Linked DNA regions of Mus musculus: all the other regions are linked to region 1. Evidence: chromatin contacts called from public promoter capture Hi-C data. All regions are on one chromosome and are shown on one strand. The core of a region is the stretch at or near the end of the contact, and the rest is flanking DNA. Distances in the headings are between cores, read along the strand shown. Region 1 holds the start of Mrpl22 (mitochondrial ribosomal protein L22). Region 2 holds the start of Shmt1 (serine hydroxymethyltransferase 1 (soluble)). Region 3 holds the start of Glra1 (glycine receptor, alpha 1 subunit). Region 4 holds the start of Alkbh5 (alkB homolog 5, RNA demethylase).

Region 1 (2,620 bases), core at 87-2,586:
CTCTCATACGCTGGGATTACATCATGTGGTGCTACGCCAGGCTCCTTTTCTCTGAGACAGAGCCCGGCTTGTGTAACATGGTGGTTCTTTAACACCAGTCTCCCACATGCTGATGTTACAGTCATTTTTAACAAGAACCCTGAGGCCCACTGAAGACAGAGTTTGATGAACCAGCCTGCCTCCATTTTAGGCTTAAAAGGTATCTTTTTTTTTTTTAAAGATTTATTTATTTATTATATGTAAGTACACTGTAGCTGTCTTCAGACACACCAGAAGAGGGAGTCAGATCTCATCATGGGTGGTTGTAAGCCACCATGTGGTTGCTGGGATTTGAACTTCGAACCTTCAGAAGAGCAGTCGGGTGCTCTTACCCACTGAGCCATCTCACCAGCCCAAAAGGTATCTTATAGTAGAGGCAAACTAGATTCATTCCTGTTTATGATTAAACCTCCATTTCTCACTGATTGGGCTATGCCACACCTGTAATCTTAACTATACATGGTTCTGTGGGTTCCAGAAAATGGCAACTGTGTCTTTGTTTCAAAACCATCTTGTTAATCCTACCTTTGTTTCAAAAGGTTTTTATGGCCGGTCATGGTGGCCCACACCTTTAATCCCAGCACTCGGGAGGCAGAGGCAGGCGGATTTCTGAGTTCAAGGCTAGCCTGGTCTACAGAATGAGTTCCAGGACAGCCAGGGCTATACAGAGAAACCCTGTCTCAAAAAACCAAAAAAAAAAAAAAAAAAAAAAGGTTTTTATGACTACCTTCTTAGGACCACCTTGTGATCATAACTTTCTTTCAGGAGGTGGTTATGACCAATTTGCTAGTCTGTTTCTGTTTATGGGACTAACTTATTAGTCAGCTCCTGTTCTAGTTCTGCTCCTGTAACCTCCACCTAGCAAATCCATTTGGAAACACCCAACCCCTGAGCTATAGAAACCTTGTCTTCCTCATATCCGATGCTGCCTTCTCAAACGTTGCTTTAGGGGGAAGCAGTTCCTGTATGCAAATAAAAAAAGCTTGCTTTAATTAATTGCTTGCTTTAATTAACTTGGCCATTATGATTTGGATCAGTGGTCTTTCTTGTATCTTTGGCCTTAAATATTTAGGATTAAAAGGTTCTCCTGCCCTTTTCAGGCTGTTATGAGGTGAGGTCACAGTTTTTCTGATTTTCAGTCTTTATGAGGTCATTCACTCCAAAGAAAGACTGCTCTGACCAGACTTTTCACAAGGACGACGCATTCCTGGTCTCCATGACAACGCACTCTGACTTTTCCGGTCCCGGAAGCCGGCCTCGGACTGCGCATGCGTATAGTCAGCCGGCGTTTGATCCCGGAGGCTTCCGTAGGGCTCAGCATGGCGGCCGCACTACTGCGAGAGTTGGGTAAGGCTTGAGTCTTTCTTAGAATTTGGGAAGGAGGAGATAAAGAGAATCGAAGTTGACAGCTCGTATTCACGTTGCAGGTGCACTGAGGGTACCTAACCTGAGGATCTGGGCAACGCAGACGCTGCGGTAAGAGTCCTGCCACGAAGATCTTGCAGGCTGCGCCTGATCTGCATCGATCACAGTGCACTTGTGTGCCAGGCAGTACTTTCGGCCTCAGGTGGAGGGCGGCCCGACCCAGAACCCCATAGAGACTGTTGCCTCCGGGGGCTCCTCTCGGTGTTTTCTGACCAGCCTCTCCCTATTCCGTAGGCACGATTCGAATCTTCGACTTTGTGTGCTATACCAACAAACATTCCTGGTTATTTCTTTATTCACTTGCCGTGGGCAAGGACTGTTTGGAGACTCGAGGCTTGCCTGACATTGTACATTCGTTCGCTGTTGTTTCTCAGCAACTGGAGTTTGAGCCTTTTGCTCTGCAGAACATTCTGGAGCCTCTCGAGAAAGCCTTTTGTTTGTTTGTTTGAGTCTCGCCATAAGTCAGTCTGGCTTCTGCTTACCAGTCAGAGGCTGGGATCCTAGGCCATGCACTGTCCTGCTAGGACACAAGCGTCCCTATGCAGTTGAGTTAGCACTGGCATGGATCCGTAGGGTACATCCGAAGTTTCGATTACATATATAGTACTTGCAAATGAATTGCTTCTTTGGAGCAATATTTTGACATAATATAATTATAGTTGTTTGATTCCGTTTAAAACCCATTTCAGTCCTGAGTATTCATAAAACCTGTAAGTATTCATGAAACTTTGTCACTGTTAATTCATGGCATACTTAATTTACCAGACACCATATTGATTGCCAAATCTGTATTGAGGTTTTGAGAAATGCAAGGCAGTTTCTAAGGGATGGCAGACAGTAGGTACCTCACGCTCACAAAATCTTGTTTAATAGTTTATCCTAATGGCTTCTTTGAAAGATTGAAGTCAGAGTTGAGCAGCTTATGGTTCTGTCACCCTGCTGTGAGTGATGATATAAAATGATGTTAGAGGCCTTAGAGACATTGCCTCTTTCCTCTTTCTTACATACATGAAAACCAAGGCCCAGTGAAGTGACAGTGTGCCGCTGGCTTTAACTATGTAAAATGTAAACACCAGTGATTCAAACTGGAGAAGAAAGTTTGAAGGCCTAGAGATTGCAGGTGTATCTGGATGGGAGACGAGCCAGCTCTGTAGTG
Region 2 (2,620 bases), core at 87-2,586, 2.6 Mb after region 1:
TGGGTGGGATTAAAGGCCATACACCACAATACCCAGGCCAGGGCATTAGTTTTATGTTTTTAGAGAGGGTTTTTCTATGTAGACCAGGCTGGCCTTGAATTCACAGAGATCTTCCTGCGTGTGCCACCACCACTCCTGGCTTACTTAGGGCTTACTTAGGAAGAAGATCTTCACACTATAGACTTTTGATTATTTTGTTTTCCAAGACAGGGTCTCTCTGCAGAGCCCTGGCTGCTGAACTGTCGTTTTTGAGCTAACTTTGGGGAAAACATACAGCATTTCCTTATTACTGTCTATAGGTCTGCCAAAGTCCATACCCACGTGTTAGGCTGTAATGGGGACAGGAACAGTGCGAGTCTCTCTGTGCCCTGCTTTATAAAGAGAGGAGGCTCTCAAAGGCCTTGGAGTGGCTTTAACTAAGGTCATATAACAGAGGCAGAATGTGAACTCCTGTTTACTTTTGGTGCTTCCCAGAATCCTGGGTAACACAATTACTCACCTCCATTCAATTTCCCCTCAAGGAAGAAATTTTAAATGTATTCTGTACGGAGCCTAAACTGGTGTTTCTGGTCCAGCAACTGCCTGGCTCAATTAAACACATTTGTGCTTGCTTCAGCTAACCAAAGGTCACCTAACTTCCAGACCTTGAAATAGAGGCACTGGGCTAAGAACGCTACAAGCCAACCTGTCCCCTAGATAGAGTAACGCACTGCAGATAATCAGGGTTGTACTAGTAAATCAAAAGCAGTGATTACAGACAAACCTCGGAAGCTTCGTTAACATGTATAAACCAAGGGGTTCCATCCCAGCACCACATGAACCGAGAGCGATAGCTCTTACTGGTGAGGTGGAGGCAGAACCATTAGAAGTTCAAGGTCATCCTTGGCTACACATCAAGTTCGAGGACAGCATGTGTGACACTCACACCTCAAACAAAACAAAAAGAAACAATCGCAAAGATTAGAAATTACATACCTTGTATTAGGAGCGTGGATTTTGTGAAAAGGTTCCAACCCTTGGTGCAGGGTGGCCTCCAGTTCACTTGGTTTCGGGAGCTGGCCGTAAACGTCTGTTCCTCCGGTCTTTATGAAAGGGACTAAACGCGTTGTGGTGGCGCACGCCTTTAATCCCAGCACTAGGGAGGCAGAGGCAAGTGGATCGCCGAATTCCTGGAGAGCGCGCGGAAAGTGACCACAGCAACACCTCCAGCCGGAACCCCGCAGCGGGCTGTCCTAACAGCCCAGCACGTGCTCCGGGAACCAGCCTCCCCACCACGTGACACACCACGTCCGGGGGAAACCCAAACTTGGCGCGCAGAGGCCGGAGCTCCACTAAACTCTCCCCAGCGCAGCCTGGTCCCGCCCCGCCCCTACAGCGGCCCAATCAGTGGGAGCATCCAGGTAGAGCCCGCCCCCAGCTGCCCACGCGCGATTCGCCCGCGCTCAGAGCAGGGCAAAGCCTGACGGAAAAAAAAAAAAAAAAAAAGAGCTCTGAACTGGAGGGGGTGGGAAGGAGGAGGGGACTGGGCGGTTCCTTACCTTGGGACCTGGGACTTTTGGGCAGTATTGCTGATTGTAGGAGTGTTTTGTGATCCAGAAGACCTGGATAGGATTGGGGATCGAGCCTGGTTCGGGTTCAGTTTCCAGTAACTAATGCACAAGTGTCCAGGGGATCTGCCTCCAGAGTTCTAGGATTAAAAGTATGTGCTACCATGCCTGACATAAATAGATCTTTTTTTTTTTTTTTTTTTTTGGTTTTTTGAGACAGGGTTTTTCTGTCTAGCCCTGGCTGTCCTGGAACTCGCTCTGTAGACCAGGCTGGCCTCGAACTCAGAAATCCACCTGCCTCTGCCTCCCAAGTGCTGGATTAAAGGCGTGCGCCACCACCGCGGGTCCTGGTGTCAGCCCACAGTAATCCCTATCTCAAATAAATAAGTAAACAAAAAAACAAACAAGACAAACAAAAACCCAGCTGGCATGACCAGAACTCTACAGGCTTTGGCAGAGGGATCTTGAGACAGAGGGCAACCTGACTAAATACCAAGATTCAGGCTAGCTGGCTGTCTCAAATATTAAAATGAGGCTGGCTGTGTGGCTCGGTGTTAGAGAGCCTGCTTAGCCTAAACAAGAGTTTGCGTTGTTTGTGTTACACACGCTAGTAAAAACGAATGAAGCAAATCATATTGCCATGGGGCTAGAGAGATGGATCAGTGGTTAAGAGCATTTGTTGCTTTTGCCGAGGTCCTGAGTTCAATTCCCAGTACCCACATGGGTGGCTCACAACCATTTATACCTTCAGTTCCAGGGGCTCTGATGCACACTTCTGACCTCTGTGGCCAATGCATGCATGTGGTACACACATACATGCAGACAAACACTTGCATATATAAATAAAATAAATTTTTAAATATATATTATTGCCATGTGTGCATAAAAATATAAAAATACATTGTTTAGTAACAAAATTAATTTAAAATGATAAGATTTAAAAAATCATTTTAGAGTCAGGAGGTAGTAGTGCAGCCTTTAGTCCCAGCCCTCAGAAGGCAGAGGCAGGCAAAAGGGTGTTAAATCCCCTAGAACTGGAGTTATAGTTGGCTGTGAACCACCACAAGGGTTCA
Region 3 (2,620 bases), core at 75-2,574, 2.6 Mb before region 1:
AATGCCAAGTCTGTAAGCAGAGAATTAGGAGTCAGTGGGTGGGCGTGGGGAGCCTAGTTATGGCAGCAGATATAGGCATCCATTCATAAAGAAGAACTGCCCTTTGGAGTAGCGGAGGGTCTGTTGTAACAGAGTTTGGAAAGAAGCGTGTATCAGGGAGGAGGGAGTCAAAGTTATAAAAGGAAAATATTTTCTAGCATCTATTATTAAATAGGCCTGATCTGCATTTAAGTTAGGGCTTTGTAAGCTGCGGTCATAACTGCGTTTTTTCCCAGCTCCAAACTACAGAAACCCCTGACCCCGAAGCAAAACAACAAAAAGAGAGACAGAATGCTGTTTTGTGCCCAGCCAGTCCAACTGCAACCTTCCGCGTCACCGCTAGTTGTCACTTCGCTCCCAGACGGGAGACCCGGGGTTTCCAGCACTGCGGTTTGAGAGAATGCGGTCCCAATTAAACTAAAAAACTCACAAAGCTTCCCCTTAAGTCCTCAGTCGAGTGAAGGGTAACGAGCAGAGGGGCTAGGGGGCTGGGGCCCCAATTTTGCGGGGAGTGCAGTAAGCAGACAGACTGCAAAGAACAGGCAAACCGCTGCCGGAGCAACCAGGAGCAGCCACTGTCTGGGACCTACACGCACCAGCCAGACACCCTGCGGGTGGGGGGTGGGGGAAGGAGAGGGATGGAAGGGCCTTCAGCACACAGCACCCCCTCCCCAATTGATGAAGCCGCGGCAGAGTCAGCCTCCCTACTCCTCCTGAACCCCTATTGCACCATAAGGATAGTGGTCAGTATAGAAAATCGCGTACCTGAAGAATACAATGGTCTCCCAAAGGTAGAATCGCAGAGTATTGAAGCTGTACATCTTCCAGATTCTAGTGCTGTAAAGTCCACGAGTTATGGGGGTGCAAAAATGTTTTCGATGGGCACTTACGAAGCCAGAGAGCGCCACTGGGGATAATAATCCAGATGTTTAAGGGGGCAGGGAGTAGAGGGACGAGGTGTCAGAGCCGGGGGAGAATTGCAGCCAGGCAGCTAAGGTACCGCGGACAGCGGCAGTCGTGCAGGTTCAGCACCACGGAGAGCGTCCAGCCCGGCTGCGGGCGGGAAGAGCGCGGCTGAAGCTCTACTCGCTGGAGGCTCCCTGCGGCGCTGGGAGGCACGTTTGGGGGTGGGTATATTTTCTTCTTTTCTTTCTTTCTTTACTCTTCTTCTTCTTTATTTTTACCCTTATTTTCCTGTCGAGATGGCCAGCTCCATGAAAGGAAGAAATCCGTGGGGATCAGAGCCCTGGCCTCAGACCCTTAGACCCGGCTGGCATCTTCTTTCTGGCCCTGGGCTGGCCCGAGGGGTTTTAGGGGTTGGGGGGGGGGGTGGAGCAGGTGACGGTGCTGGCTTCAGTTAGATGTCGGAGAGTGTGCCAGGCTGGCGCATCGCGACCGAGTCCCGGAATCTCGTTCCCCTGCCTCCGTTCCTGTCTGCTGCCGCCTTGCAGTCCGTGTTCTCTGGTCCCCGACGAATAAGTTGGGATCGCTGCAAGAAAGGTGTCCCATTGCTTGGGGCTGCAGGAGCAAGAGAGCCCACCACAACTTTCAGGGGCTGCTGGGGTCCATGGCTTCCCAGCAGGGCTCAAGAACCCAAGCTTTCACAGGCATCTCCAATTTCTAAGCTCGCCCATCTTCTTCTGGCCAGACTCCCTCAGATCTTCAGACTTTCTTACTGCATTAATTTAACAAACTGGCGGCGTAGAGGATGGTGGGGGCGAGGACCGACGGGAGGGGGTGGAGAGGGGAAAATGGGGGGAAAAACTCCTTAGAAGCTTCAAACCCTCCCACTCGGAGTGTTCATTGGCCCGCAGCTGCGAAAACCATATCTTCTCTCCAGGTTCGGCCAATTGCACGTTAGGCTCTGGCTTGAGTTTAACCCTTGGAGTGCTGGCAGAGACCAGCCTCATGCACTTCCCAGGCCTCAGGGTCTTTTCAGGTCTTCTGTCGCTCCAGAGAGGTCATGGAATTTATCTTTTAAGTCTTTCAAAATCCTTACCATGATTTTTTAAAAAATAGCTGTATGTAAGTAAAACACCATGAGCCTCAGTCCAGATGTGCTCAGGCAGACTCAGTTTATCATTTTTTTCATTAATTCGTTTATTCATTTTACATCCCAATTGCAGCCCCTCTTCTTCCTCTCCTCCAAGTCCCACTCTCACACCCCCTCCTCAGAGAAAGGAATGCCCCTTGTGGGTACCAGCTGGCCCTGACCTATCAAGTCACAGCAGGACTAAGAGCATCCTCTCCTACTGAGGCCAGATAAGGCAGCCCAGTTAGGGGAAGGCAGGGAATGGAGTCAGAGACAGTTCCTGCTGCTCCAATTGTTCAGGGATCCACATGGAACCAAGCTTCACATCTGCTACATGTGTTGAGGGCCTAGGACCAGCCCATGCATGCTCTTTGGTTGGTGGTTCAGTCTTTGTGAACCTCCACAGGCCCAGGTGAGTTGACTCTCTAGGTTTTCTTGTGGTGTCCTTGACTCCTCTGGCTCCCTCAAAATTTCCTTATAGTCTTCCACAGGACTTCCCAAGCTCTGCCTAATGTTTGACCGTGGAGAGCTGCTGCACCTGTTTCCATT
Region 4 (2,620 bases), core at 57-2,556, 2.4 Mb after region 1:
GTCACCTGGGCCCAAGGGGCTGCCCCGGGAATCCCCAGACCCATTTCCCTTTTGTCTGCCTGCTGTTTGGGAGAGAGGGTGGCCTGGATTCCCTAATTTCTTGGCTTTCCACTCCACAAACTTTTCCAAGTTACCACACAGTCCCCACTTTCCAACAGAGACTGCTGCCACCCTCAGTTTTCAGATTAGAAGACTGAGGTCTGGATGCTGTATCAGCAATCCTTCTGCTGCGTCATTCCATCCTCACAACCACCGTTCGAGGTAAGTACTGGTTCCTGGTTTTACACACCAGACTCTGGGATGCCTGGAAGACAAGGGGTGAGCTGTGTGACAGACACTGTAGATGGACAGGCATTACAGATGACAGACAGCATGGACAGCCAGGAGGGGCGGCGATATATGAAAATCTGACGGAGTATCAAAGACTGGAAAAGGGACTGGGAACCAGAAAAGGAAGCTGGAATTCATCTTGGGGAGGTTCAGAGCAGAACCTCTTTGCTATTCCTATTTGCTGGAGTGCCCAGGGACCTCCAGCACGGCTAAACCTTTGTTCAGGCTTTCTCCTCCGCTTCAGGATTTTTTATTGTTTGGGTTTGTTGTAGTTGTTTTGAGACAGAGGCTCGCTGTGTAGCCTAGGTTGGCATCCAATTTGTGAGCTATCCTCCAACCAGTCTCCAGAGTGCTGAGACGCATTTACCATCCCACTGTGCAATTTATTTATTTTCTGTCTGAAGAATATTTCCAATTTGGACCGATCCGTGGTAAATCTGCGCCCTTCAGACAGGAAAGCCTTTTTGTCGCCCCCTATAACAACGCCCAACCCCAGTAGGAACGTGACGTGCCCGTGCGCGTGCCCGCGGCTGCGCGACCCGTGGGCAGTCCCGGGACGTGACTTGTGGAACGTCCGCTTCGGGAAGCGATGGCGGCGGGAATGGGGTGTGGGTGCCCGGACCGCGCGCCTCCAGCTTTTGTTGTCCTGGCTTGCTCCACAGTTTGGGCCTGATGCTCTCCTGCCCGTAATTTTAACTTTCCACTGTTTCCGAAGCTTCACCGGAGTCCTGAGGGCTTTTCGTCGCCGAGAACTCCATTCAGGCACTTACTTAGCCACCCATTCACTCTTCAGGGGTCCTCGAGCTTCTGCCCGAAGCTAATTAAGTGATGGACGCAGTAGCCAAGGAGACTAGTTGATTGACAAGCATGATTTACCAACCGACTCTGGAAACTCCAGTCCGTGTTTGCCCAACGCGTGGCCGGCAGTCCAATTAAGAAAGTGGAAGCTCCAAAGGGGGCGGTCACGGGGCGGACTGGGTTGTGGCGATTCCCGAGGATTTGTGCGCTGGAAGCTGAGGCGTCTGCGGGCATCCGCACGATGCCGTGACGCGGCAGCGCTGTCCAGTGGACACCGCGAGCACACTCCGGCGGGTGGAGTCCCTCGGCCCCGGAGGCGGCTTGGCGTGCAGGCAAATTGTTGTTTTCGGGAGCTGTTCTCGAAGCTTTCCGCGGGTGGGGGGAGGGGCGGCGGCCGACGAGCGGGCCTCGTCTGCGCATGCGCCGGCCTCTCCGCCGACTGGGCGGCACGCACGCGCATGCTCAAAGTACGTGGAGTCTCGTGGCCGCCGGCAGTGCGCACGCGCGTCGAGAAGCCCGCTAAGGAGCGGCGCTGTCGGAGGTCGGGCGGGCTGGCGGTGACGTCGTGAGGAGAGCTTTAAAGTGCGGGCCGGGCCGGGCGTCTGAGGGTCCGACCGGGAGTCTGGCGGAGTCTTGGCCGAAGCCCTCCGCGGCATGAGGCGCTGCCGGCGCCTTTTTCCCTCAGGACGCGGAGAAGGTGGAGGAGGAGGAAGCCCCGCTGTAGCTGGTGCTGCATGACCGACCGCGGCTGAGGTTCGACCCCTTCCCGGCCCCTCTACGCCTACCCCTTTGGTCCCTTGAGCCACGCATGGGGGCCTGGCACTGAGGACCCTCGCTTCCCTTTCGGGTCCCTTTCGGGTCCCCTGAGAGCCATGCCGGACCGCCGCGGAGGACCCTAGAGTTGAGTTGGCGGGGGCCATGGCGGCCGCCAGCGGCTACACCGACCTGCGGGAGAAGCTCAAGTCCATGACGTCCCGGGACAACTACAAGGCGGGCAGTCGGGAGGCCGCCGCCGCTGCGGCCGCCGCCGTGGCTGCCGCTGCCGCTGCCGCGGCCGCCGCTGAGCCTTACCCGGCGTCCGGGACCACCAAGCGGAAATACCAGGAGGACTCGGACCCCGAGCGCAGCGACTACGAGGAGCATCAGTTGCAGAAGGAGGAAGAGGCGCGCAAGGTGAAGAGCGGCATCCGGCAGATCCGGCTCTTCAGTCAGGATGAGTGCTCCAAGATCGAGGCCCGCATCGATGAGGTGGTGTCCCGCGCCGAGAAGGGCCTGTACAACGAGCACACGGTGGACCGGGCCCCCCTGCGCAACAAGTACTTCTTCGGCGAGGGCTACACGTACGGGGCCCAGCTGCAGAAGCGCGGGCCGGGCCAGGAGCGCCTCTACCCGCCGGGCGACGTCGACGAGATCCCGGACTGGGTGCATCAGCTGGTGATCCAGAAGCTGGTGGAGCACCGCGTCATCCCCGAGGGCTTCGTCAACAGCGCGG

The links. Promoter capture Hi-C pulls out the DNA fragments that hold promoters and counts their contacts.
Region 2: a promoter capture Hi-C map of cranial neural crest shows a contact between it and region 1. The contact joins the promoter of Shmt1 here to the promoter of Mrpl22 in region 1. A contact is called at or near these places in 2 of 39 promoter capture datasets (cranial neural crest and hippocampal neurons).
Region 3: a contact with region 1 is called in a promoter capture Hi-C map of second pharyngeal arch cranial neural crest, with 5 times the contacts expected there. The contact joins the promoter of Glra1 here to the promoter of Mrpl22 in region 1. A contact is called at or near these places in 2 of 39 promoter capture datasets (hippocampal neurons and second pharyngeal arch cranial neural crest).
Region 4: a promoter capture Hi-C map of pre-B cells shows a contact between it and region 1, with 4 times the contacts expected there. The contact joins the promoter of Alkbh5 here to the promoter of Mrpl22 in region 1. A contact is called at or near these places in 5 of 39 promoter capture datasets (the C10 cell line, hippocampal neurons, liver and 1 more).

The regions. Positions count from the first base shown.
Region 1 is chr11:58,170,328-58,172,947 of GRCm38.p6, forward strand. It overlaps Mrpl22 (mitochondrial ribosomal protein L22), which reads left to right and starts at 1,337. Exons shown (of 7, transcript NM_175001.5): 1 at 1,337-1,386; 2 at 1,467-1,515. The coding sequence starts at 1,359.
Region 2 is chr11:60,809,929-60,812,548 of GRCm38.p6, forward strand. It overlaps Shmt1 (serine hydroxymethyltransferase 1 (soluble)), which reads right to left and starts at 1,337. Exons shown (of 12, transcript NM_009171.2): 1 at 976-1,337.
Region 3 is chr11:55,606,874-55,609,493 of GRCm38.p6, forward strand. It overlaps Glra1 (glycine receptor, alpha 1 subunit), which reads right to left and starts at 1,325. Exons shown (of 9, transcript NM_020492.4): 1 at 805-1,325. The coding sequence starts at 860.
Region 4 is chr11:60,536,377-60,538,996 of GRCm38.p6, forward strand. It overlaps Alkbh5 (alkB homolog 5, RNA demethylase), which reads left to right and starts at 1,307. Exons shown (of 4, transcript NM_172943.4): 1 at 1,307-2,620. The coding sequence starts at 2,047.